Regions from separate parts of the Mus musculus genome. Here all the other regions are linked to region 6. The links are chromatin contacts, called in public promoter capture Hi-C maps. All regions are on one chromosome and are shown on one strand. The core of a region is the stretch at or near the end of the contact, and the rest is flanking DNA. Distances in the headings are between cores, read along the strand shown. Region 1 holds the start of Tomm7 (translocase of outer mitochondrial membrane 7). Region 2 holds the start of Fam126a (family with sequence similarity 126, member A). Region 3 holds the start of Pus7 (pseudouridylate synthase 7). Region 4 holds the start of Nupl2 (nucleoporin like 2). Region 5 holds the start of Klhl7 (kelch-like 7). Region 6 holds the start of Galnt11 (polypeptide N-acetylgalactosaminyltransferase 11).

The links. Promoter capture Hi-C pulls out the DNA fragments that hold promoters and counts their contacts. Capture Hi-C pulls out chosen DNA fragments and counts their contacts.
Region 1: a contact with region 6 is called in a promoter capture Hi-C map of pre-B cells, with 4 times the contacts expected there. The contact joins the promoter of Tomm7 here to the promoter of Galnt11 in region 6. A contact is called at or near these places in 3 of 39 promoter capture datasets (liver and pre-B cells) and 2 of 9 other capture datasets (adipose tissue and liver).
Region 2: a promoter capture Hi-C map of adipose tissue shows a contact between it and region 6, with 3 times the contacts expected there. The contact joins the promoter of Fam126a here to the promoter of Galnt11 in region 6. A contact is called at or near these places in 1 of 39 promoter capture datasets (pre-B cells) and 2 of 9 other capture datasets (adipose tissue and liver).
Region 3: a promoter capture Hi-C map of pre-B cells shows a contact between it and region 6, with 2.4 times the contacts expected there. The contact joins the promoter of Pus7 here to the promoter of Galnt11 in region 6. A contact is called at or near these places in 2 of 39 promoter capture datasets (liver and pre-B cells).
Region 4: a promoter capture Hi-C map of pancreatic islet shows a contact between it and region 6. The contact joins the promoter of Nupl2 here to the promoter of Galnt11 in region 6. A contact is called at or near these places in 3 of 39 promoter capture datasets (the C10 cell line, liver and pre-B cells), 1 of 484 Hi-C or Micro-C datasets (CD4 T cells) and 1 of 9 other capture datasets (pancreatic islet).
Region 5: a contact with region 6 is called in a promoter capture Hi-C map of pre-B cells, with 2.6 times the contacts expected there. The contact joins the promoter of Klhl7 here to the promoter of Galnt11 in region 6. A contact is called at or near these places in 2 of 39 promoter capture datasets (liver and pre-B cells) and 1 of 9 other capture datasets (adipose tissue).

Annotation. Positions count from the first base shown.
Region 1 is chr5:23,842,820-23,847,312 of GRCm38.p6, forward strand. Tomm7 (translocase of outer mitochondrial membrane 7) reads right to left here and starts at 1,326. Exons shown (of 3, transcript NM_025394.3): 1 at 1,152-1,326. The coding sequence starts at 1,254.
Region 2 is chr5:24,028,798-24,033,475 of GRCm38.p6, forward strand. It overlaps Fam126a (family with sequence similarity 126, member A), which reads right to left and starts at 1,893. Exons shown (of 11, transcript NM_053090.3): 1 at 1,682-1,893.
Region 3 is chr5:23,782,304-23,787,078 of GRCm38.p6, forward strand. It overlaps Pus7 (pseudouridylate synthase 7), which reads right to left and starts at 1,408. Exons shown (of 16, transcript NM_178403.5): 1 at 1,209-1,408.
Region 4 is chr5:24,161,632-24,166,348 of GRCm38.p6, forward strand. Nupl2 (nucleoporin like 2) reads left to right here and starts at 3,332. Exons shown (of 7, transcript NM_153092.4): 1 at 3,332-3,572. The coding sequence starts at 3,446. It also overlaps a transcript of Klhl7 not described here.
Region 5 is chr5:24,097,616-24,101,881 of GRCm38.p6, forward strand. Klhl7 (kelch-like 7) reads left to right here and starts at 2,975. Exons shown (of 11, transcript NM_026448.3): 1 at 2,975-3,259. The coding sequence starts at 3,140.
Region 6 is chr5:25,220,712-25,225,006 of GRCm38.p6, forward strand. Galnt11 (polypeptide N-acetylgalactosaminyltransferase 11) reads left to right here and starts at 2,161. Exons shown (of 12, transcript NM_144908.4): 1 at 2,161-2,320.

The sequences.
Region 1 (4,493 bases), core at 76-2,575, 1.4 Mb before region 6:
TACAGAGAAACCCTGTCTCGAAAACAAACAAACAAAAAACCCCAAGCAAACAAAAAAAGTAAGCTGTCACAATTATCTATCTGATACCTATATAATATCACTGTCTGAGATTTTCTTTTCTTTCAAAATAGAGGAGAAAAGAGCTGTATGTGACGGTGCAGGCCTGTAATTCAAACACTGGAAAGGTAGGGAAAAAAAAAAAAAGAGAACCAGGAGTTCAAGGCCAGCTTGAGCAACATGAGGCACTGTCTCATCAGTAATACTTAGGAACACCAAGAAAAATACTTGTCCTATCAAAATATCCAGGTTATCACAGCTCACATACTTCTCACAGGTACAACAGCTGCCTGGAGAAATGTCCAGCCTAGTTAAAGGCTCTGCCAAGACTACAAATGAATGTATTTTATCTTATATAATGCAAGTCATGTAAAACAAACGAGAAGCAGCACCTTGTGAGGGTCCTGCTTTAATGAGAAACGCCAGATTCCATATTAGAGCTCTGAGACCTGGAGCTAAAATCCTCTGCTGTTTACCTTACGGGATGAATAAGGCAATTAAGATAAAAAATTGTAAAACTACTCAACCAGGAACAGAACCAGTTCCAGAGTGTAGCCCTAGGTGAAAATATTTGCCTGGACACTTGGGCAAGGAAAGTACAACTTTATGGCTGTCTTTCCCTGCAAAATGGGGTCTGTAACTTTCGGGAGAAAAAAAAAAATCACCGAAATCCTTCATTATACAAGAAAAGCGTAGGCATCCAATGGTCACAATCATGCTTTTAGGCAGTGACGTTTTAACCTGGTTACCGTCTTCCCACTTAGGCTAACCTACAGGAGGGAAACGTTCTAAAAGTCAAATAGAGGATTAATCTTTCTTTAGGGGTCATATAAACCTAAAACCAATCTTGAAAGGTCTTGCTTTTATTTTACAGATTTAAGTAGGGAATATAAGGGATTGTGTGACTGGTTAAACACTACTCAAATAGCTAAAAGGAACTGGAAGATGGTTTTTCGAGCCCGGGCAGACAGCCTCGGAAATCGTGGACAACGCGGAGGCCGGGTTTAATTTCCTAGCCCCGGATGGCAAAAAAGGAGACTCAGACCCCACCAACCCCTGCCCTGCGGCTCCTCCCAAGTTCTTCAATCACTGACCCAGGTAAATCACGAGAGGAATAAAGCCCCAGCGGATGGCAAACTGGCCGCCCTTGAAGAGCTGCTGCAGCCTCTGTTTGGCTTCTTTGCTCAGCTTCACCATGGCGACGACGGACCAGCGGAACGAGGAGCCCAACAACCACCACCGTGTCCGGATCCCGGAAGGGAGAGGAGCTGCGCATGCGCCACGTGGGGCCTTTACGGCAGGAGTCGTGAGGCATCGCCGACAGAGGCCGTAATCCGTCGCCTTCCAGCAACCTAGCTCCGCCTTGCGGGTTCACTGCTCCCGCCTCGTTTTTGTTGTTTTATTGTTGGGACGAATCCGGCTTTTCCTGGAGGGGCGGGGCGGGAATTGTCTTTCCAGATAGGGGCTCCCTGTTTAAGACTTTGCTGCCCTTGAACCCATGGAGCTGCTACTGCATCAGCGTCTCGAGTGCTGGGATTCAATGCGCGCTGTTTGCTGAAGATTGCCAGACGCGCTCACTTGAGGCCTACTTTTTTATCTACAACTACCTTTATTTTTTTCCAGCATCTTTCCAGAGTTTTAAAGCACACATCCCAGCGATGATCTTTGAGAAAGAAGGAATGTTATTTTATATACTGTTCTGTTATCTTGGCTAAGTTCCTTACTATCCCAGAATCAGTTTCTTCTATGGCTGCTAAAACCGGACGTCACCGGGCACTCTTCCAGGTTTCCTTCTACTTTGCACCCGTTCTCTGTTTTTCATTTAACAACATTTTCAAATCTGGGAAGTTCGCGTGAAATCTGGGTTTATTTGTCTGTTTTTCTTTGACACTTCTGGCTTCTAGACTTACATCTCAAGGACTGCCAAGGAACTTAATGAGATCACTGGGCACAAGGGGTTCATGGGAGTTAAGCTACATTTTTACTATAAAGGAAGTTATAGACTTTTGTGTGTGAGAGTCCCAGAAAACTGCAGTTTACATCTGGGAAGGAGTAAAGTCAGATATGCTTAAGCCTTGAGTGTGGTCACTGTTTCAATATTCTTAGTTGAAAATAGTTCTGTATAAAAGGAGTACTGCCCCGTAACAGCAAATGCTGTTAAATGTCAGGGGAGTCTTTGCTCGGCTGGTGGGATTCTTCAGCCAGACGGGACACCTTTCACTTCCCATGTCTCCTTAATTCTGTCTTTCTCTCCTGCCCCACTGCATTCATCCTCAAAGAATACATTTTTATTAATACAATGCAATGAAAAAAAAAAACCAACAATAAAGAACATAGGTGTAGAAAATGCGACTCTAGGATCAGAAGTGCCAAGATTTTAGTCGAATTCTGCAATTGACTTGAAATAAGAAACTTGTGAATTGGCTGATCCCATAGCAAAGCATCTAATTAGTTCACCATGGTTACTAGGAAAGCAGTGCTCTGATCCTAAAATGCAGTGATGTAAATGAGCCAAATGAGAACAGAAATTTTTATGCATCTTGTTTCTCAAAATACTCTGTTTAGAAATACACAATAGAGGGGTTGGGGATTTAGCTCAGTGGTAGAGTGCTTGCCTAGCAAGTGCAAGTCCCTGGGTTCGGTCCTCTGCTCTGGAAGAAAAAGAAGAAAGAAGAAAGAAAGAAAGAAAGAAAGAAAGAAAGAAAGAAAGAAAGAAAGAAAGAAAGAAAGAAAAGAAAGAAAGAGAAAGAAAGAAAGAAAGAAAGAAAAGAGAAAGAAAGAAAGAAAGAAAGAAAGAGAGAAGAAGAAAGAAGAAAAGAAGAAGAGGAAGAAGAAGGAAGAAGAGGAAGAAGAAGGAAGAGGAGGAGAAGGAGGAGGAGGAGAAGGAGGAGGAGGAGGAGGAGGAGGAGGAGGAGGAGGAGGAGAAGAAGAAGAAGAAGAAGAAGAAGAAGAAGAAGAAGAAGAAGAAGAAGAAGAAGAAGAGAAGGAGAAGAAAGAAAAGAAAGAAATACACAATAGAGCTGGGCGTGGTGGCACACACCTTTAATCCCAGCACTTGGGAGACAGAGGCAGGCAGATTTCTGAATTCAAGGCCAGCCTGGTCTACAGAGTGAGTTCCAGGACAGCCAGGGCTACACAGAGAAACCCTGTCTCAAAAAACCAAAACAACACCACCACCAACAATAACAAAACAAACTAACATATTCAGCAAAGATCCTAATAGGAACACAAAGGCCAGAGAATCAGGGGCACTCAGCTCTTACTCACCTTAGCCATCTTTCAGTCACTTCTTTGTAAAACTGTTTATTATTATTATTATTATTATTGTGTGGTGTGTATGTGTGTGTTTGTGTGCATCTGTGTGGTGTATATGTGTGGTGTGTGTGTGTGTCTCTGTGTGTGTTGTGTGTGTGCATGCTGTGTGCTGTATATGTATATGTGTCTGTGTCTGCATGACTGTGTGGTGTGTCTCTGTCTGTGTGTGTGTGTCGGTGGTGTGTGTGTGTATGTATGTGTATGATGTGTGTGTGGTGTGTGTGTGTGTCTGTCTGTCTGTGAGGAATGATGTGTGTGTATGTACTTGTGTGTGTCTGTGGTGTGTGTGTGTGTGTGTATGTATTTCTGTCTGTCTATCTCTGAGGTATGTGGTATACGTATTTGTGTGTCTGTGGTGTGTGTGTGTCTGTGTGTCTGTCTGTGAGGTGTGTGGTGTGTGTGTGTCTGCCTGTTTGGGAGGTATGATGTGTGTGTATGTGTCTGTGTGGTGTATGTGTGTGTCTGTCATCCTGTGAGGTGTGTGGTGTGTCTGTCTATGAGGTGTTATTTGTGTCCTTGTAGTGAGTGGTGTCTATGTGTGGTGTATTTGTTTCTCTGTATGTGTCTCTTTGTGTGGTGTGTGTGTGTGTGTGTGTGTGTGTGTGTGTGTCTGATTGTCTGTCTGAGAGGTATGTGACATGTATGTGTCTGTGATGTGTGTGTCCGTGGTGTGTGGATATGTGTGGGTCTGTGGTTTGTGTGTGTGTGTGGTGTGTCTATGTGCATCTGTGGTGTGTCTGTCTGTCTGTGAGGTGTGTGGTATATGTATGTCTGTGTGGTGTGTGTCTGTGTAGGTCTGTGGTGTGTGTATATCTGTCTATGAGGTGTGAGGTGTGTGTGCATGTGTGTGCATGTGCATGTGTTTGTGTGTGTGTATACAAGCACATGCCATAGTGTACGAATGCAGCTCAGAGGAAAACTTTGAGATGTCTTTCTCCTCCTTCCACCCTTCCATGGGGTCTGGGATTGAACTTTTCAAATACTGACCCACTGATCCACCTCACTGCGCACTTCTCTGCCCTTCTTTCCTCTCTGTCCTCAGCCCTGCTACTTCCCGATTATTCTCAGGGATCAGAAAGTTGATAGTTGCAACAATATATCTTCACATTGAATCAATGGCA
Region 2 (4,678 bases), core at 643-3,142, 1.2 Mb before region 6:
ACAAATAGGCAACAGGATGCTGAATAAAAGTGAACTAGAAGATATACTTAAACTTATTGTCAAAATTACACCATTCTTTAAAAATGTAACCAAAGGGGATTTTATAAAATAGAAGAATAAAAACAAACAAAAAAGTAGAAAAAGGAAAGCAGGGTCCTTCAGTATGGCTCTGGTGGTAAAAGCTCTTGCCACCAAGCCTGATGAAAGGAAAGACAGAACTCTGTCTGCATTGACCCAACCCAGTCTCCACCTGGCATGCATACCCAGAGACTGTAGCTACTGATTATTAACGGGATTTCTAATTTGTTTCTGGAAATAATGTTAATAAATCAAATGACTGTAAAATGAGTCAATTGTAGAGTCTGGTTTCTAAATACATGCTGGGCTTCCCCCTTACTACTAAAGTGAAATTATCTGAATACTTGATTTTGATACCACTCCTGACAAAGAAACCTTTCCCCTTTCTTGTCCTTCAGTGTACTTCAAAAACGTGATACAAAGAGTCATCTTATAAACCTTAAAATGTATTCACCTAAAGGGGAAAAGTGGTCACAAACGATCGGGGGTGGGGGTTGGGGGGAGGAGGCTGGTGCCATTGGCAACAGAGCAGTCCTAGGAAAACACACCTCCCAGAACTATCGCATTGTTTCAAGGTTACCCTAATCTTTGTGGCTTTATGTAGATAAAAGTTGTAACAACTGAAAACCTCAAACTGCAACGCGTGGCATGAACCACAGGGCTGGCACATCTCCTGCAAAACCTACCTTGTTACCCAAAGGACACCCAGTGTACAGAAAGCCAGTGTTACCCTGCATGCAACCAGTAGCAGTCTCTGTATCGCAGCAGCACTCCCCCTACCTGAGCAGTGGAGCCGCTGCCCGCGTGCAATAGCGTTTTATCCCAGAAGCGATTCAGTGCAGTGCAAAACCACTAGGGCCAAATTCTTCAGGAACCTCTAAACTCTAAAGGTACAAAGCAAACACATGCACGCTGCAGGGCAGAGACCCAGTTTTGCTGAAGCTTGCAAACCTGGGGTGTTTTCGTGCGGGGAGGGGGGGGGCAAGGAAGGAAAAAAGAACGAAAGGAAGAAAAGAAAGAAAAAAGAAAGAAGCTTACAAAAAAACAAAAACAAAAAACCGTTCAGTGGACAGAAAACCCTGTCGATCCTCGAGGGCGGTCACAGCAGCCGCAGAAGAGGCAGAACTCCAGGGTCCAGCGCGGCGCAGGCAGAAGAGGAGCTCTCCTGGTGGTGGACAGACAGACCGGTCTGGCACTCCGAACCCCCAGCCCCACGGGATTCAAGACCCGAGCGAGCACCGCTCTGAAGAGCACCGGGTCTGCGGAGCCAGCGTGGGCGGCGAGGCCAGGCTTTGGGCGGCGCGGACGGGTGGGCAGTGGCCATAGGCTACGGTGGGCTCTGTGCTAGGCCGACCCTGGGGCACCCCCAGCTCATCGCCCAACCGGGAACGGAGCCTCGTTCACAGCGGGCAGCCGGCCGCGGCCAACTTAGGGTTCTCGGGCCGCGCCTCGCGCGGGAGCCGTTACCCGCAACGGGCCGCCGCCCCAGGACGAAGTCCTACCCGCCGCCGGCAACAGCTTCAGCCCCGCTCCTCCCAGACCAAAGAAAGTTCTCGGTCTCCCGGCGCCTCAGGGGCCGGCGTACGGCTCGCGGCAGACTCACCAGAGCAGCTCCGGACCTACCGCGGCCTCCCCCCACGACCACGGCGACCACGGCGACCACGGCGACCGGGCGACTGCGCTCCGCCGGCAGCCGCGCCACCTGCCCCTCTCCTTCTAGCAGCACGAGTCCGGGCGAGCCATCTTCCCTCCTCTCTCTGACTGACAACCCAGCCCGGACAGCCGCCACTGCCGCCAGCCTCTCTGACAGGCACCACCAGAGACCCGTCCCCAAGCAGCCAACCACCACCGTCCCACACTGGATCAGCCTATCACTGACCCCCAGGGTGGGCCCAGAACAACTTCTCCACCAATGAGAATCTGAAACTATTGATGGGGGGGGGGCGATTTGAGTGGGCGTGGTCTGCGCGATGGGCGTGGTCCGGGAACGCCCAGGGGAGACGATTGACTGTGTGGTTAGTGGTGACAACTAAGAAGTTCCATGAAGGTCTCAGGATCTCTCTGAGCCCTTTAGACCTTAAGTCTTACCAGATGCTTTAAAACGTAATCAGAAAAGGACAGCAAGCTGATATTCAATTACTCGAATCATTTCCCAAAAGTATATCAAAATTTGACCGGATTCTGGGGGGTGTGTGTGGGGTGTGTGTGTGTGTGTGTGTGTGTGTGTGTGTGTGTGTGTCTGTGTGTGTGTGTGTGTGTCTGTCTGTCTGTCTGTCTGTCTGTCTGTCTGTCTGTGTCTGTGTGATTTCGGAAATAGCAATTAAAATACTACCTTTTCTTATGTTCATTGCTTTTGACTTTAGCCTTGAAAATTTCAAATATGGTGTCTAAAAGACAACTGAAGAGTTAAAAAAAATATTACTGCTTTTGCACCCATGTGGAAGCTCACAACCTCTATAACTTCAGTCTCAGGGGATCAGTAGCCCTCTTCTGGCCTCTGCCCTCATCCAGGTACACATGCACCTAACACACACACACACACATAAATTAAAAGAATTTTAATAGTAAAAGGGAGGATGGAGAGTTGGCTCAGAGCTTAAGAGCACTTGCTGATCTTCCAGATGAATGGGGTTCAGTTCCCAGCACCCACATCAGGACTCTAGTACAGCAGATCTGACACTTCTGGCCTCGAAGGTATCTGCACACATATGGTACACATACATACATACACACTCAGCCATACATATATACACATTAAATAAATAAATATTTTTCTTTAGAAAAAAATTAAGTATATTTCTCTACTTTTTTCCATAAGCCATTTTTCGTCTTCCACACCTACTTATCCTACAGATAACGTTTTATATATATATATATATATATATATATAGCCAATACAGCATATGCTCCGAGCTCCCCCTATTACAACCCTCTCAACTCAAATCTGGTTGAATTAGAAAGAAAGAGAGAGAGAGAGAGAGAGAGAGAGAGAGAGGAAGGAAGGAAGGAAGGAAGGAAGGAAGGAAGGAAGGAAGGAAAGAAAGAAAGAAAGAAAGAAAGAAAGAAAGAAAGAAAGAAAGAAAGAAAGAAAGAAAGAAAGAAAGAAAGAAAGAAAGAAAGAGAGGAAGAAGGCAAATTTCAACCTGGAAGAAAGGAAGTCATTCTAAGTTAATGCTAGAGATGACAAAATGTCTCCCAAAACACTAAGCAAGTTTTTAAAACATACCAAAGAAATAATAAGCACATATTATATACATATACACATACACATATACATATATATATATTGAACATTGTATATACATATGTATATACATACATGAAGTCAACCAGGCCATGTTGTTAGGCTTCATTAAGCACATTGCAAAAACAAGATGATGGTGTTAAATCCAACACAACCATGCCCAATGGGCAAAAAGAACACAAGGCAAGAAAAATGAAGAGTTCCACAGGGAAGATGTCTGAGTCTATCTGAAAAGATGGGTACATCTGAGATGAAAGGGCAAGCCTCTACTCCCAGCTACCAGCACATGTTTGAGGCTAGCCTGGGCAACTTGGTAAGAGCCCATCAAAATTATTTTTACAAAGGGCAGAGGGTAAAGTTCAGCTGTAGAGCACCGGCTGGTATGTGCTAAGCCCCAAGTTCAATATTTAGTACCAAAAAAACCAAATGTTTTAAGTCAAGGGCCATTTCAGAAAGAGAGCAGCATGCCCTAAGTCACAAAGTGGCCAGGAAGCACAAGAACGAGTGTGGCGAAGGGTGAAAGGTCACACACCAGCTTACAGCAAAACTAGCTATAGGCATGATAAAAGATGCTTACACCAGCACCATTCACAGTGGGGCCTGCAATGCTGGGAGTGGTCTCTATGGCATTGTCCAAAATGGCAACAACTCACTAAATCTGGGTATTGAGCACTTGGGATAGGGTATGGTTTGGGTTTTGGTTTCTTTTTGTAGAGAATCTCTTCTAAGCATCATCTGTCAATAAAAAATGTCTATAGCCAATGAGTTGAGGCAGGAAATAGGAGGTGGGGCACTGGCAAGATGAAAGAGGATTCTGGGAAACAGGAGAGGTATAAAGAAGAGATTCAAGGGAACCGCTGAGGAAGATGCTAAGGAAGAAGCAGGTCTGGCCTGAAGGAGAGGTAACTAGTCATGCAGATAACATAGGATGGTGTGAATGGGTTAAATGAGTTATGAGCTCGTTAGAGAACAAGCCAAAGCATATGGCCAAGGCATTTTATAATAAGTAATTAATCTCAGAGTTGACATTCCAGGAGCAGAGGCTTCAGGAAAAAAAAAATGGATTTTTTTTTTTTTTCAGAAAGGGGAGATTCACCTGCGAATATGTGGTGAGATGGATGCCTGGCACCTGAGCACAGGTAACCAGCCATGTGGCAGAATGTACATTCAAGTAAATGGGTTAATTTAAGTTATATCTAGCCAGAGAAGAGCCTAACTATATGGACAAGGTATTTGTAAATATATTTTGTGTCTGAGTCTTATTTCTGGGAGGATGGGACTAGGAAGAAGAACTAGACCTAACTTCTACATCTTAAAAAATTTATTGGTGTGTGTGTGTGTGTGTGTGTGTGTGTG
Region 3 (4,775 bases), core at 158-2,657, 1.4 Mb before region 6:
CAGCCTGGTCTACATAGAGAATTCCAGGACTGACAGTCCACATAACAGAGAGACTCTGCCTCAACCCTTCCCCCAAAGAGAGAGAGAGAGAGAGAGAGAGAGAGAGAGAGAGAGAGAGAGAGAGAGAGAGAGAGAGAGAGAGAGAGAGAGATGTTCAGAGGGGAACTCAAGTGGCCGTCCCTCTCCTATAAGGGCAGCACTCAAAAGGCTGAGAAAGACTTGTGTCTCTAGTTCAAGCCAGCCTGGTCTACATAGTAAGTCCTATCTCAAGACAAAAGAGGTTTATGTATTCAAATAAACTTGTTAAGTTAACAAATTCTGACTGTTGGTTATTTGCTAATGACTGCACATAGTTTCCCCTCTTTCTCACTACAGTGAACAGTCTGATATTTGACAGCTCCTTCGTTAGTAAAACCATTGCCCTGACATTGAGGCATAGTGTTTTACGGATGGCCACAGATTTTTGTTGTTGTTTAAGAGTGGGAACAAAACAAAGTAGCACCTATATTTTAGAGATCTCTTTTTTAAAGAAATGGCCTTGAACTAAACCCTTCTTCCTTGACTGGCAGTAATTAAGAGCAATAACCATGTGCTGGCCATTTTAAAGGCCCCTCAGTGAAGGGCTTGGTGGTATGGACCACAGAATAAGTAGCCTGCACTGTCACCCAGCAGAGGTTGGAGAAAAGACCCCAGACGTCAGCCTGATCGCTTCTCCGTGGTTGAGAAGAGCAGCGGCCCTTAAGGCCTGCCCAGCAAGTAAAACATCTGCGCCCAGTACCCAGCACCAGGCCGGGACCAGTGCAGGCTGCTCGGACGATCTGGGAGCGCTGAGCAGGACCGGGGGAAGGCTGGTTTGTTTTTCTAACAGGGAATTGAGTTTGGGGAGTGCCTGAGGCACCACAAAGCAAGGAAGAAGTGGAAAAAGAAGGTTCTAGCCCACAGCGGCGCGGCCAGAGGATCGGGACGCGGCGCCGCTTAACGAACGGCGGGGATCAGGGCGAATAGCCGGGATCGGGGAGCATGGATCGGGAACTAGGGGTCCGGGATCAAGGATCCGGGTGCGTGGAGCAGAAATAAGACAAGCGGGGAAGGTGGAGCTGGCGGCGGAGAAACAGGGAGCAGCGCGAGCTGCGACCACGGCCGCCCTCCCTCCCCGGCCGCGCGCCTCTCCGGAGGCCTGGGGCCACGCCGCAAAGCAGAGCACTTACCGGGAGCCTGAGGGCGCGGGCCGAGCGGAGAAGAGGACGCTCGGCTCGGGACGCGGGAGGGCGGCGGCGGTGACTCGCAGGAGGCGGCGGCCAGCGCCGACCAGCACAGGCTGCACCGCGTGGAGACGCACAGGGACGGGTTATCCCACCAGCCGCCGGGCTCGCACACGTGCGGCGCTGCGCCGCGCCGACCACGCCCCGGGGCGGGGCCCGCTCCACCGGCCCTCCGCTCCCGAGGACGCTCCGCCCATCGGCGCCTGGGAAGTGACTTGCCTTATGCAAAGAAACCTTTAGGACTTCAAAAACAGAGACTACCTTATTAGTTGTTAATTGTGCTTAAATGGGAGCTTCTTTCACAGCTATGGTTAATAGTGCATATTAATAGAATGGGTTTCTTACCTTTGACAGCTCCCCAGGAGGACTGTCTTCAAGAAGATTCCATCATAGCTGGTTAATGCTTTGGCGTAAAGAAAAATAAAATATATTTTTCTTCTCATGCTTCAAGTAGCCAACTGACCAAATCAAAGCATTCCATAGCATTTCAGGTCTAATATTTTGCCAGATTTCAACTCAGGGTAAAATAAAATATAATAAAATAAATCAAGATTTGTGGAGAGTCAAAAGCCCATAATCCAAGCACTCAGGTGATATGGACAGAAGGATCAGAAACTTAAGGGCACTTTGGGATATGTAAGGAATCCCAGGTAAACATGGCCTAGGTAAGACCCTGTTGTTTTGGTTTTTTTTAAACAAACAAACAAAAACCTGGGCAGTAATGGTACACACCGTTAATCCCAGCACTTGGGAAGCAGAAGCAGGTAGATTTCTGAGTTCGAGGCCAGCCTGGTCTACAGAGTGAGTTTCAGGACAGCCAGGGCTATACAGAGAAACCCTGTCTTGAAAAAACAAAATAGAAAAAAAAAAAAAGAAAAAGAAAACCAAACCAAAACAAACAAAATCCTGTTATTTCAGATCTTTGTATTCCTCTTAGACGTGTGTGTGTGTGTGTGTGTGTGTGTGTGTGGTGTTTGTTGTAACCATGTGTTTTACATATGTGAGGTTTGCATATGTGATGATTAGTGTTGTCAATTTGACAGAGTCTAGAATTACCTTGGAGACAAGCCCTGGTCATGCCTATGCTGGACTATCCTGACTGGGTTCATTGTAATCGTACAGGACCAGCATCGTTCCCTGACTGGAACTCTGAACGGTGTCAATCAGTAGTTCCTTAACCCCTTGGGGTTCCAGTGGCCCTTTCAAGGGGTTGCCTAAGACCATCAAAATATCAAAAACTAAGGTCCATGTACAGTTCTGAGTTTGTGGAGACCTGAGGCCCATCATGGTGCTTTCCGCTTTCACTCTCTACCTTAGTTACTTATTATTATTGTGTGTTTATGATGTGGGCATGCGTACATGTGGAGGCTGGAGCATAGTCTGCAGAAGCTGGTCCTCTCCTTCTACCTTACATGGTTTCTGGGGACGGAAGCCAAGTCGTCAGGCTTGCTTGGCAAGTGCCCTTACCTCCGATCCATCTCCATGGCCCCTTCACCCTACTTTTTGTAAATAATTTTCATTGATCCTGGAGCTCAACTGGACTGGTTAGCTGGCAAGTCGAAAGATCTTATCTCTGTCTCTCTACTGCTTGGATTACACAGATCTGCTGTGACCAGCTTTCTACATGACTAGCAGGATCTGAACACAGGTCCCCACTGTATTGACTAAACTGTCTCCTGAGTCCCACACTTGCTTTTAAAATATGGATTTAGTAGAAAGATCCAGCTAAATGAGTCACTTCTTAGTTACTGTCCTACTGCTATGATGAGACACCACCTCCAAAGGAAATTATAGAAAGAAGAGTTTATTGGGTCTTACAGTTTCAGAGGGTGTGTCCACAGTAATCCTGGCAGCTGGTAGGTAGGCAGCAGCTGGGAGCACACATCTTTGTCCACAAGTACACAGCGGAGAAAGTCAGGAATGGTGTGGGCTTTTGAAACTTCAAAGCCAACTGACTGTGACAACCTTGTCCAACAAGGCCACACCTCCTCCAACAAGGCCACTCCTCCTAATGCTTCCCAAACAGTTCTATCAACTGGAGACCAAGTATTCGCACACATGAACCTATGGGGGCATTCTTATTCAAATCACTACAGTCACATATATTTAGTTCAGACTTGTGGCTTCTACATTGTCTTCCTCTAAGATTATTCTCTGTAGTTACCTACCTAAATTCTTTCATTTGTCTTTAATCATTTTATTAATTCTTTCTTTCTGTTTTTTTTTCCTTTTTAAGATAGATGCTCAGTATATAGCCCAGGCTAATCCCAAATTCAAGAGCCTCCTCCCTCAGTCTCAAAAGCACTGCAATTATAAACTTGTGGCATCATGCCTAGCCCATTTCACTAATTCTTGTACAGCTGCACATTCTTGGGGCTAGGGTAAATTAATACCTTAATGTCCTAAGGTCAGCAGACTCAGATACAGCTATATGGTATAATATAGCCTAGATCCTGTTTTAATTTTAAATTTTTAAATTTTATTATTTTTATTTTTTAAAGTGTGTGGATGTTTGCCTGTATGTGTGACTGTATACCAGGTGTGTGTCTGGTGTCCAGAGAGTTCAGAGAGAGAGTCAGATACCCTAGAATTGAGTTACAGACAGAGAGCTGTCAGCTGCTGCGTGGGTGCTAGAAAGTGAACCTGGATTCTCTGAAAGAGCTGCTAGTACTCTTAGTTGCTGAAGCCATCTCTCCAGATCCTGTTTGTCTGTCTGTCTGTTTGTTTATACGGGGTTTCACTATATAGCTCTGTCTATCCTTCAACTCACTATGTAGATGAGGCTGGCCTTGAATTCATAAAGATTCACCTGCCTCTGCCTCCTGAGTTGTGGGATAAAAGGCATGCACCACCATACCCGGCTCTTATTTATTTATTTTTTTTCATTTTATGTGTATGGGTGTTTTGTCTGCATGTATGTCTACACCTCAGTGAGTTTTCTTCTCACGGAGTAGTTTCTGTTTCCTCTAAAGATTTTTGTTTGTTTGTTTGCTTGTTGTTTTTTTTTTTTCTGTTTTCTCCCCATTTGTTTGGTCTCAAAGGCATTGCCTTCCAGGGTTTGCCTGTCAAATTTCCATGTTCTCTACCTATCCCTTGCTTCTAAGTAATTCAGTTCCTCCTCCCTGGAAAACAGTAGAGGTTTAGGGGGCTTTGCCCAGCAAACTGGATGCCAGATTTTGAGTGCTCTTTCTCTGTCTGACTCCCAGAATGTTTCAACCCTCCTACAAACAGATCTGGACCTTCCAGTTCGAAAATATATGAAGGAGTGTTCCTTTTGTCTAGCTGTCCTTCAAAGCTTACTCTTGAGTCTACAAAAGAGGTTACTTAGTCCCTACCTTTTAAATGGAGTATTTTTTTCTGTACAACGCTTAAACAGTAATAACTATTAGTTACAGGCTGAGGCAGGCGGATTTCTGAGTTCGAGGCCAGCCTGGTCTACAGAGTGAGTTCCAAGACAGCCAGGGCTACACAGAGAAACCTTGTCTCGAAAAACCAAAAATAAATAAATAAATA
Region 4 (4,717 bases), core at 2,082-4,581, 1.1 Mb before region 6:
TCTTTTTTTTAACTTACATATGAATGAATATATACCATCTGTATGCCTGGTGCCCACAGAAGTCAGAAAATGGGGTCAGATCTCCCGAATCTGGTTGTGAACCACCACGTGGGTTCTAGAAACTGAACCCAGGTACTTAGAAGAACAGCTAGTGCCCTTAACCTTGGAGCCATCCCCCGCTGGCCTGGAGTTAAGATACCCACCCTCTGCTTTCTAAATGCTGTGACTAAAAGTATGCACCACCACATCAGAAGGATTCTAGTACTTTGTCTTAAACCACTTACATCTGCAAAGATCCTGTTTTCAAGTAGAAATGCATTCTGGAGTTCTGGATAGATAGGAATTTTGTGAGGAACACTATTTAACCCAGTACACTCTTACAAACTCCAGCCTTAGACAACCTCCACCTCTAGACTGTAAAATGATCTTTTATTCACTTGATGTAATTGTCATCTCAGGCTCACTGCCTCTGTCTGCTAACCTAGGTGAGGTCCTGGAAGCTTCCAGCCTCCATACAATCTTATCTAGGCCTAGAATGTTTTCATCTTTTGAGACTTACTGCTGAACAAGCTCACCCTTTCTAGCTCTTTCTATACTCTGGCTGGTTCAACTTAGCTGTTCTGGCTCAAACTGATTCAATCTGGCTTCTCAGTCTCTGACTGTTGTAAATATTTTTATGTAAGATGTTGAAATTTGCACTATTTTAAAATGTGGCTATTTGAGCTGGGCAGTGGTGGCACACGCCTTTAATCCCAGCACTTGGGAGGCAGAGGCAGGCGGATTTCTGAGTTCGAGGCCAGCCTGGTCTACAGAGTGAGTTCCAGGACAGCTTAGGGCTACACAGAGAAACCCTGTCTCGAAAAAACGAAAAAAAAAAATGTGGCTATTTGAAGCTGGAGAGGTGGCACTGTATCTTGCAGAAGGACCTGGGTGTGGTCCTTTGCATCCACTCGGAGGCTCACGATCATCTACAACTCTAGTTTAGGGGGATTCAGTGCCCTCTTTCTAGCTACCTCAAGTACCAGGCACACAATGAAGCACATGCATACATGCAGGAAAACATGAGAAAAATTGTTAACATAGCTAAATTTTCTGATGACAAAATACTCATTTATTACACTGTAATCACACTGATAGAGCAGTTACCCCTGTAGAATAGGCAGCACTGTTAAAATATTTTGACTATATTAGCTGTTCTTTTTAGGCTGCTGATTAACTAGAACACATAACATTTTATAAAGCTTTCTATAAAGTTCCTTTACTCCTAATAACCTGTATCATGTTCCTAATAAGAACACGTCTTCCCCCAAACCAGAACTATCATTCACAATTCTAAAGGATAATGGGTAAAAGTAAACTATTCAAAGTATATTACTTCATATACAAATTGCTTTGTATTCAAATTTCTTTGTATATAAAGTACATTTCATTACTTTTTCAAAAAGTTCCTTTCCTATAATGTACTCTGCTTTCATTTCAGTAGATACTGGGTTTGTCAGTGTTCTGTCCTTTGAAGTGCTTTATTTTGATGATACATGGGTTTTACTTTTGAGAATCACAATTTGAGTATGAATGTTTAGTAGACAAAACTTGTTCCATATTATAACAGTAACTGTGGCTCTGTGGTCTAGTTTTTAAAACTTGTCATTATAGTGTCATGAAAATGTTTGAGTCATGAGGCATTTTAATACACCAATATCAAAATGTGCCATTTAATAAAGTTATTCAACTAAATCTATATTCTTTTTTGACTGTTTGCATTAGGTAAAATCCAATTTACTCCATCCAATATGGCACCAAACCAGTTCTCATTAAACTTCAGTAAACTGGTATTATGAAAGAGCATTTTGTGGGTTGCAGCATTAAATCCTGATTGATCCTTTTGAACCCCTTAATTTTTCCTCCAAAGATTTTTAAGGTTTCACTCTGATATTACCAGTTTTACTCCTTTTAAACATAACTCAATTTGTTGTGGGCGGGTGTGAAGATTCAAAATAGTGGCAGTTCTCACTTTGGTAAGCTGAGGCAGGAGGATGACTGAGACCATGCTAGATTACACCTACATATAGAGCTATCTAGATTGTGTTTCCTATTACTATGACAAACCCTGGTAAAAGCAACCTCAGAAGCATGTGTTGATTCTGGCTCACAGATTAAGGTACAGTCTAGCACAGCTTGGACGGGATTTCAACAGGAGCATGAGACAGCTGGGCACATTGTATTTGCAGTCTAGCAACAGCAATGGATGTTCAACTTGAATTTGCCTTTTTATTCAGTGTGTGCCCACTCCTTTGAGAATGCAGTCCTCATTAAGGGTACATCTTTCCAGTTCAACCTTTGTGAAAGCATCTTCACAGACATGCTCAAAGGTGTGTATCTATGGGGATCTAAGTCTGACCCTCCAAGTCCAGAGATTTGTGTCTATGGTGATTCTAAAAGTAATCAAGTTGACAGTATTTACCATCACAAGTGTTAGGATTACTAGTTAGAGTTTTGCTTTTGATCTCTCCATCCTCTAGCATAACCAAAATATAAAATGAGACTCAAGGTATACTTTGAGTCTGAGGAGTCTCTAAGCTGCCTTCAACTCTTAGTTTATCCCCATTCTCCAATTTTAATTTCCAAGAGCAATTTCATTTCATTGTTATATAATGTACTTGTTTTATACTGATACAGGGTCCTGCATGAGAACTGTAAAGATAATAAATGAAACGTAGTGGGTGTACGGTTTTGATCTTAGCACTAAGGTAGGTGGATTTCTGTGGGTTCGAGGCCAGCTAGTAAGACCGTATCTCAACAAAACAAACAAAACAAACAAAAAACAGTAAATTGGATACTTTCAGAAAACCTTTATCTGAAACTGCTCCTGAGGAAAATCGGGCTGCTTCTGTGTCGGTTTTACTCTTTGTCATTTTTCCTGATGAAATTTCAAAAGGCAACATTTACGTGAAATTTTAAGACATTACCGACTAAGAAACTAATAGATGCTTTTCGCCTGCATTGAGTCCTGTTTCCTGGTTACAGCTGGCTTTCTGTAAATAATCTCTCTTGATAAACAGATTTTTTTTCGTTGTTAAGCCCATTTTTACCTCCCCCCCCCCCAAGTAAATGTAAAGAACGAATGAGTCTCGCAGACTGTATACAGCCAACTAGAGGGTTGCTGGTTGTCTGCTATATCTGGTATTCTCTAGATTCGGGTCCGGGTTCAGGTCCGGGTCCGGGTCCGGGTCAGGGATCCAACGACCGCGTCCCATTTCAGCATACCCGAGCGCTGACAGCTCTGCTCTTCTTAAATCCCATTGGCTAAAGCCCACGCGGCTCACGGCACACTGGTCACAGAGCCTCTGGGCGCGGGGCGATGACGTCACACTAGCCGGGCCTCGGTTGCTGGAGCCTGGGCCCTCGCCGGCGACCGCGAGCAGGGTCGAGCTGGGACGGCGCTACCATGACCATATGCCAGTTTTTCCTTCAAGGCCGGTGCCGCTTCGGAGACCGCTGCTGGAACGAGCATCCCGGCGCCCGGGGTGCGGGCGGGGCTCGGCAGCCGCCACCGCAGCAGCAGCCACCCTCAGGTGACGGTCTGGGAGCCTTGAGCCAGGGCCACTTGCTGCGGACGCACACCTCCACCCCGGGCCCCTGCCCTGGCATGCGACGTCTCACCCCCAGTAGTTTGACAAGTCGTTTCTGATCGTCACACGTGGACAGGCGTTTGGACTTGGGTGCTCCTGTCAAACACTGCGTTTTTAAATTAGAGATATCTTCATCAAAACCTCCTTTTTGGTGAATGGCAGTGGTAGGGAGAATTCACGTGGGTTCATTCAGACCCCTTTCTCTACTCTTTCCCCTTCCTTGTCCGTGATCACAAGCTCTTAAAATCTGGGCTTTAGTTAGTAGCTTCCGACACTGGGTCAAGAACCTTACAAGTTTTGTGGAAAGGGTATTCAGGGGTTAGACATTAAACCAGCACAAAACAAGGTTTTAGAAGTCAGATAAATACGTTTTGTTCTCTTAATTTTGGAACCTAGTTTTTTGTTTGTTTTGGTTTTTAGGTTTTCAGAGATCGGCTTTCTCTGTGTAACAGCCCTAGCTGTCCTGAAAAACTCTTTGTAGACCAGGCTGGCCTTGAACTCACAGAGATCCACCTGCCTCTGCCTCCTGAGTGCTGAAATTAAAGTCATGTGCTACCACTGCCCAGTGGAACCTAGTTCGTGACGTTGTCAGTGGGTGCTTCTCTTTCCCCTTCTCTTTAAGGCTCCTCCAGCCCCTGTGTTCATGCTGGTTTCATATTTCCAGTCTTTTCGTGGAGGAGACAGATTGTATCATCTACAATGCTTCTAGTGAAAGACTCCAAATTAGGAGTCAGGTTCCGATAGATACTGGTATACTCCCAGGGACTGCTGAGAGGAATGTTTGCCATTTGGTCTCTGGAAACCTACTTTAAATGTAGTAATTTGCAAGTAAATGTTCAGTAGATAGATAATTAGGGGAAAAATACAAATAAAACTTTAGAATGAAAAGAAAGAAAAAGAATGCTTTGTAATTTTAAGGCCCACATTTGGGCCTTAAATACCTCTCTCTTTCCCTCTGCTCTGCTCCATCTTACGTAGCTTCCTGTTCCTCCTCCTGTGAGAGCTGGGCATATCCTATTCTGTCAAATTTTTCTCTGATTTGTCACTTTGTCTGGCACTCAATTAGATACCACTTTCAAACATAGCTG
Region 5 (4,266 bases), core at 1,725-4,224, 1.1 Mb before region 6:
AATGTAAGCTTAGCGACCCTTGGCTTCTACCTTCCTAAGGTTAAGAGTGCAGAAACTTCCTAAAATACATACACATATGAAGTTGATCTAAAAGAAATCACCAAATGACAGGGGACACAGAGTTTCAGCTGGCCTTCTCTTGTCATCAAATTAAACTTCCAGGACCACGATTGGGTTACATCTCATTGAGCTGTTGGCCAATGGGGCCTTATTGTAATCCCCAACCAACCCAGGCTGTTACCTAGATGATAGGCTGCTCTCCACAAACTGACAGCAAGACCCTACTGCTGAAGACAGCATCCATACAACTCATTGAACATGGGAATGTCAAGCTGGAACCTACATAGAGCTTTTGCCCCTTTGTGCTATGTACAGAAAGTATTCTTCACGCTACCAAAAGAGAAACATAAACACCAAACCAGCAACAAACTCTTTATCTACAATGGTGTACTGCCTACAAGTTATGCTAGGGTAATGATGGCACAAAGCTTCTGGAGTAAGCAACCAACTCTGCTTGGGTGGTCCATACTACTTGGGTGGCCAAGAACCAGAGACTAGATAGTTCAGGGACCTAGGATAAAATCAAATAATACTAGTCAAAAAAAAAAAAAGAGAGAAAAGAAATCAGTGTAGTAATAAAATACAAATAATATTTATTATTCTAAAAATATCCTGTTGTACTCATAAATTAGTGCCTTGGTCAGCCATCATCAGAGAAGCTTTCTCCTGAAGCAGATGGAAACAAATATTGGGACCCACAGCCAGGCATTACAATGAGAGTGAGAGACCTTGGAACACTCAGCTCTAAATAGGATGTCTCCAACAAATCCCTTCCATCAGAGCTCAGGAAACTCTGCAAAACAGGAGGTAGAAAGAGCACAGAAAGAGCGCAAGAGCCAGAGGGGATGGAGGACACCAAGGAAACAAGGACCACTAAATCAGTATGAGCAAAGCTCACAGGAACTCACAGAGACTGACACAGAATGCACAAGGTCTGCATGGGTCTGCACCAGGTCCTCTGTATAGACAGTATGGCTTTTCAGTTTAGTGCGTTGCTGTTGTTGTTGTTGTTTAAATTCCTGTCTGTGAACAAGTGGGTCTCTTATTCTTGTGTCTTCTCAAGGGTTTTCTTCCTTTTGTTAGGTTGCCTGGTCCAATCTCAAAGTAATGGGTCTTGTTTTATATTTTATTTTGTTGTATTTTTAAAAAAGTGAATGCATGAAAACCACTAGGATGAAGGTAAGAACTAAACTGTCATTTATACCCGCTGGGAGAGGGAAAAACAGTTTTGTTTAATGGCGTGACACTGGTGTATACCAATCACTCCAGAGAAGGTCTCATTTTCAGGAATAGTTGACAAACATATAATAGACTCCAGCTTTGTGTGTGTGTGTGTGTGTGTGTGTGTGTATGTGTGTGTGTATGTGTGTACACTTGCATGCACAAGCACGCATGCACTTTTCTTTAATTACAACTTGATGTTTGTTTTTCTTTTGGGGTGTCATTTTATATATTTTCTTGGTTTTGTTACAGTATTGGATTTGTTTGTTTGACAAACAACTTAAAAGTTGGGTGAGGGCTGGTGAGATGGCTCAGTGGGTAAGAGCACCCGACTGCTCTTCTGAAGGTCAGGAGTTCAAATCCCAGCAACCACATGGTGGCTCACAACCATCCGAAACAAGATCTGACTCCCTCTTCTGGAGTGTCTGAGGACAGCTACAGTGTATTTACATATAATAAATAAATAAATATATTTAAAAAAAAAAAAAAAAAAGTTGGGTGAGCAGGGACAGGAAGATCTGGAAGGATCTGAGGGAGAGGAAAAATATGATTAGAATATATTTAATTTAAAAGTTATCTTAAATAAAACATGTTGAAAGGGGGCATCATATATATATGACGTCTAAAACTTCCAAAAGGATTTTCTCACTGTGCTGTGGTCCACCAACTTGATGCTCCCACCAGTGTATCTGGTAAACGCCTTGATTAACTTTCTTCCCCCACCTCCTGCAGATAAATATATTTATCTAATCTCTTTTATAAAGAAACATACTGTCCAGGATATGTTCAATCCCTTTTTAGGCCATTGCTGACCCTATGCAGCTTAAAATAATTTATTTAATTTTCTTTTAAGCAGTTATTGTTTTAGATCAACAGCGGTCTAGATCATTTTACATAAAACTTCTGTCTAGTTCTTCATACATCTAGGTAGAAAACTGAGGCTATGTAGAAAGTTCATTACTAGAAATAACGACTTCAGTCCTGTGTATTCCTAAACAGCAAAATAAAAAACTCATTATGAACATGTTTCTGTGAGTTCTAGGACTGAGTTCTGTATTCCAGTAGAACTGCCCGGGGAAACCTCAATAAAGTTGGCTGGAACTAACACCTGCTCTCTAGTTTTTTGGTTTTTTTGATTTTGTTTTTTTCCCCAGACAGGGTTTCTCTCAGTAGTCCACCACTCTCTGCCTCCACCACCACCATCACCCACCAGATCTGTTTTAATGAGAAAGACAGCCTACTAAACAGGCAGGCATGTCACGGAGAGGAGAAATCGACAGGACAATGGTTTTGCTTTCTGAATCTCAAACAAGTAACTCTTGTGCTTATCCTAAATAACCTTTGCCTTGCAGTATGCAATTTTCCTGTAATAGTTACTGAGCGCCTACAATGAGCCCCAGTCTGAAAAGGCAGTGAAGAACTGACCCTGTTCTCAGGGAGCTTACGCCATAGGGAGACGTCTTAGTTTGTTCTATTACACAATTATCCAAAATAGATCATCACGAAATCTAAACCTGGGAAGTCGGCCTTTGGTAGAAGAAAAGCACACGCGAGCTTGGATCAGGCCGAAGGGTACCCACTGTTGAGGACGCCGCACCGCGCGACGCAGCCGGTTGCTAGGGCGTCGCGTGGCTGTGACGCACTGCCCCGCCCCCTCCTCCTTAGAGCGCACCCCCCCCGCCCGACCCAGTGCGCATGCTTGGGACTCCCTTCGCTTGCAACCGTGGCCGAGTTGGCTTCGTCTCGTCCTCCTTCGGCTTTCCCGCAGTTCTCCGAGCTCCGCCGCCGAAGCCGTGCTCCAGACTGCCGCGTGTGGCGGGCAAACTGTCGCCGCGAACCCGCAGAGGGCAAAGAGAGGATGGCCACCTCCGGCGTGGAAAAGAGTAGCAAGAAGAAAACTGAGAAGAAACTTGCGGCTCGCGAAGAAGCCAAGCTGCTGGCGGGGTTCATGGGCGTCATGAACAACATGAGGAAACAGGTGCGGGGCGGTGCGGGGTGGTGCGGGGCGGTGCGGGGCGGTGCGGGGCGGTGGGCAGGGGTCCGGCGGAGGCTGGCGGCGGGGCCGGCGCCTTGGCTGACGGCCTGCTCCGCCACGGGGCTTCCGAGGCCCGCTCGACGGGGACTCCTGCGGCGGGCGGGGGGCCTCCGGGGCGGTTGTGTAACCGGTCTCATCCAGTTCCCCGTGAGGCCTGGAGCCTTCCCTTACCGTGCGGTGTCATCTGGAGCTCTCGGAGGGAGGCTCCCGCCCCGCCGCCCTGTCACCCAAGTGGCACGAGTTGATAAATCACCTGTCATTTAGGGCGACGCCAGTCACCAGTAAATAGCAGTTTTCTAAGGGTTCTGGCGCCACTGTTAACCAAGAGGATCTCTTTGTGCTGTCTTTGATTTTGCCGTGTATTGGAGAAACCGCAGCATTTGGTTGAAAGGTGGGTTATGAAAGGCACGGCTTAACGATGGAGACGGTAGATAGGTGTTTGATAGAATTAACTAGATTATAACCTCCAATAGACCGGTAAGCAGGGGAACACCACTTGGTTGGTTTTTGGTTCCGTGAGTTTTACTTGGTAGAGAACACATTATGGATTCTGGGGATGTTTGTCAGTTTGTTGACTCTGAAATCTGTTTTTCAAGAGGACAAAGCACTACAGATAAGCTTGAGTGATTAAAAAACCTAATTCGGCTTTCTGACGCTTTTGCTGTGAGTATGGGCAGCAGAAGAATCTTAAGATTTATTTCGGAAGATACCAACTCCTGATTTCTTAAGGCCAAACACTGGTCGCAGCAGTCTTCTCTTTGTTCACAAGATGGCACACTGCTCTGGTTGTAGCGGATAGATACTATGTTTTCAATGCCTATATCTTTCCTGGTTTTTATGCTGAAATAGCTGTGAATGGCTGGCTTCTTTATTAAAATGCATCTCTTTTCATATTTGTGTTCTTTTTGTGTAACCTTTTTGAGATCTACAGAATTGATGATTTGAGATTG
Region 6 (4,295 bases), core at 911-3,410:
TTCCAGCCAGGTTCCCCAAGTGCTCCCACTGGCTTTTATATCCTGTGCCGCTCTTCTTTTCTGCTTCTATTTTCACATCTTTGCCCTCTGTTCTCTAGTCTGTGACCCACAGCTTTCCCAAGGCTTCTTCAATTATGTCCTGCTTTTCTCTAAGAAGCTCTGGGCCCTGCAGGGACTGGGACAGAAGCAGCTAGTCTCCTGCCTGCCGTGTCCACAGACTCCCCAATGCTAGAGAACTTCTCTGGGGTTTGGAGAATGCTATAGAGTTCACCCTAGAGAAGGTGAGTTTAAGAAGGCCAAAGAGGGGTAATTCACAAAATCTACAAAGAAAATTCTGGAAGAAACATACTGAAAGGACGAAAAAGGAGGAAATGCCTGACAGGGATGCCCCCACAGCCCATGCAGGCACAACCTACCTGCTCTCTCATCACTGCAGTGGTGTTTCTTATGGGTTCCTAGCAGGACTGAGCTCGAGGATGCTCACCGCGGTCCTGTATTTTGTAAGCTTCACCCATTTGAGGATCCTAGTAAACTGGCTAAATCTTCACTTCCACTTTGATGGATTTGAAATTACCTAGGAAACATTCCTGTTCTGGGCAGGTCTTTTTTTGTTTTGTTTTGTTTGTTTGTTTTTGAGACAGGGCTAATCTGTGTAGCCTTGGCTGTCCTGTAACTAGCTCTGTAGATCAGGTTGGCCCCAAACTCATATCCACTTGTCTCTGCTGTCCTTCCCAGTGCTGAGATAAAAGGTGTGTGGCAGCACTGCCTTGCTCTGGCCATGTCTTTGTGGTTTCCTGAGAGGTTTAGCTGAGTAAGGAAAACCTACCTGGAATGTGGGTGGCCATGGAGCAGGGATCAAATAAAAAGAAAAAAACAAAACAAAACAAAAAAACAAAACAAACCAGGTTGTAAGATGAGCACCAGCCTCTCTGGGCCTCCTGAGGGTGAAGTGTCACAGGCTACCTTAGACCTCTGCTTGCCATGGCTTACCCACCACAGCAGAGGCTGTACCTCACACTGTGGCCAAAATAAACCCTTAAGTAGTTTCTGTCAGGAACGTTGTCACACATACAGGAACAATAGCAGACACATGGTTATGGCATGACAATGCTTCTGTTCTATTGCCCTCTCGTGAGAGAGTCATCCCTTAAACAACCATGAGTTCCCGTTAAGATGCTGTGTGGACAAGAATGGGAACTATGAAAAATGCTTTCTTTGGCATTGAGCAGCAACTGTTTGACTGAGGGCAATGGCCATGGAAGGACACAGATAAGGGCCATCAGGATTTCAGCCTTAAGGATAGACCTAGGTAACCTCACAGAGCATCCTACAGCCTCACAATACTAGTAAGTATTTGGCAGGGCCACATATGAGTTAATTTTGTGCCACTGTGTTGACAACTTAAAGGGAAAAGAGTTATTTTGGTTCATGGTTACTGAGGGTTTATTGCATGGTTGCTTGGCCATCGCATTTGAGCAGAACATCAGGATGACAGCAGTATATGGGGTAGGTTATTTACTTCATGATGGGCAGGAAGCCAGAAGGAGACTTGGACAATTGGACCAGGTAAGACCCTCGGACATCCCTGATCCTTCTCCCTCTAGATTGACCCCCACCTCCAAAAAGTTTCTACAATCTTTGGCAATTGCACCACCAGCAGGCACCAAGCTCCACATAAGCCCCAGTGGGGCATTTCAAGTCAAAGTCGGTCACCACAGCCAGTTAATGCAGGAGGGAAGTATCCTGGGTTAATGCTAGCTAGAACAATTTATTGGTTCAGGAGATGCTGCTTTCTTAAAAATAAGGGACGCAGAATTTTCTCCTTACATATGTCCCATTGCTCTACCAGACATCACGGATTTAAAAAAAAAAAGTCTTGGCTGAATAGCATGGTGAGATAACAGGATTAATATAGATACCCGTCAATGTAAAGCAGCATTAATGGACCAACTACCAAAACCTTACCATTCTGTTTGATCTGCTAAATTTCCTCACATTCTCTCCAAGAAAAAGTCGTCCCCTCATCTAAGCTTCTCTCTGGAGTGAACTTCACTAAGGCCCTATGGGACAGAGCTCAGCTCCACACTGGGCGGGGAGGAGCCCGGGCCTCGTGACGCCAGGCCGCGGGCGGTGACGTCATCCTCGGAGGCGAGGGCGTGCGTGCGGTGACGCGTGCCGTGACGCGAGGGCTCCGCAAGGCTGCGTGTCGTGGGCCGCGTCGCGCGCCGCGGCTCGTGCGGCTCGGCCCGGGCTGTGGCGGGAGCGGAGATGCCGCAGCCCGTGCCCTGGAGCGCCGCTATCCCGGCCTGCGGGTGTCGCGGTGAGTAGCCGGCCCGCGGCGCTTGACCCCGCGCGGCCTACGTCGGCGCCTGAGCGTGGGCTGCGGCCTGAAGGGACGCGGCTGCTGGAGCAGGCTTGGTGGCCTGGGAGGCCAGAGCTGCTTCCGGATTCAACAGCAGTGATGGGTACTGCGCATGGCCGTTCTCTCGGTGGCCGTAACCTCCAGCCAGTGTTGTGATTTACTAGAAAAAAATACCGATTTTATCTTTATTGCTGTTATTACGGTCAGGATTTAGACCGCGTCGGTACAGGAGGCTGGAAGACAGAAAGGATGCATGTTTCTTTGCAGTATGCTTGTTAAAAAAATTACCTTTTATGGTTTTCGTACACCCCAAACTAGTGCTTTAAATATAAATATAGGAAGACCCGCCACCTGTCTGTCAGATCTTGTCCTTTTACTTTGAGAGCCATCATGTTGGTTGGTTGCTTATCTTCAAACAAAAAATGAGACCCTGGAGACGCTTTCTAGTCCGTGGGCCCAACAAAACAGTTACTTCAAACTTATTTCTTCTTTTATTTGAAATAATGCTTTAAGAAAAACAGGAAGTAAGCCTTTCTTACCCTCAGCATGTGCCTGCCACGGAGCTCTGCAACTGAAATGTCACCATACCGTAGTCTATAGTTTTCATTTGATGGCCCTGGAATCAAATCTCTAACATTTCTGTGCTGTTTCTTGCCAGGTTTCTTAACAATTTTATATTACTATTTTTCTTGTGAAGTATAATTAACATGAAGTTTATTGATTATTTTACTAGTATAGTTGAATGGCATCGGGTACATTCACAGTGTTGTCTTAACAGGCAGTGCCATATATTTCCAAAATCAATCACTCAGGACAGACATTATAACATAGGGCAGGGACTCCTGCTCTTCTTCAGTCTCTCAGTTTACCTGGTTTAGATACTTCATTTGAATTGGAATCCATGGTCTTTCCTTTATCTGTATCTGTTTGAGGCTATTCTTGGTTGTCAACTTGACAACCAAAAATGGCTAGACACAACTGTGAGAGATTTTTGCTGAATTAAATCATTTGAAGTGGGGAGAGCATTTCTAATCTGTATCTTTGAGGTGGGAAGATCCACCTTTAATCTAAGGCCACACCTTCTGCTGGCAGCCTTTACAAAGGCTATGGAATAAGGAAGCCCCCTCTTTGCCTGCTTGCTCTCACCCATACTTGAAAGTCCATATTCCTTCACTGGCATTAGAGCCTGTTTGTATGCTGGATTCCAGTGTATGCTGAAGAACAGCCGAGACTTCCAGCTTTGTGGATGAGCAACTAGATTCTTGGACTTGACATCAGTAGACGGCCATTGTTGGACTTGCGGGAGTACTCTAATAAATCCCCCCTCTCTCTATATGGAGAAATCCATTCTATAATTTCTGTTACTCTAGAGAATCCTGGCAAATAGTTTCTCTGCTTTCTGTCTTTGGAATGTCTATGGAAGGTTTGAATTGCTTAGTTCGTGTTTGAAAAGCACTGACTGCTGAGTCTGATGGCTCCACTTGTCTGGCTTGGTCTCCAGTGACCTTTATGGCCTTTCATATTGCTTGTCAGCACATCTTCTGGATGTACCTTGGAACCCTTCTTCTTTTTTTTTTTTTAATTTTTTACTAGGTATTTAGCTCATTTACATTTCCAATGCTATCCCAAAAGTCCCCCATACCCACCCACTCCCCCTTTTTGGCCCTGGCATTCCCCTCTACTGGGGCATATAAAGTTTGCAAGTCCAACGGGCCTCTTTTTCCAGTGATGGCCGCTTAGGTCATCTTTTGATACATATGCAGCTAAAGACAAGAGCTCCAGGGTACTGGTTAGTTCATAATGTTGTTCCACCTATAGGGTTGCAGATCTCTTTAGCTCCTTGGGTAATTTCTCTAGCTCCTCCATTGGGGGCCCTGTGTTCCATCCTTGGAACCCTTCGGAAGTCTTTTCCTAGGTTCTTCTCCAAAGTTCC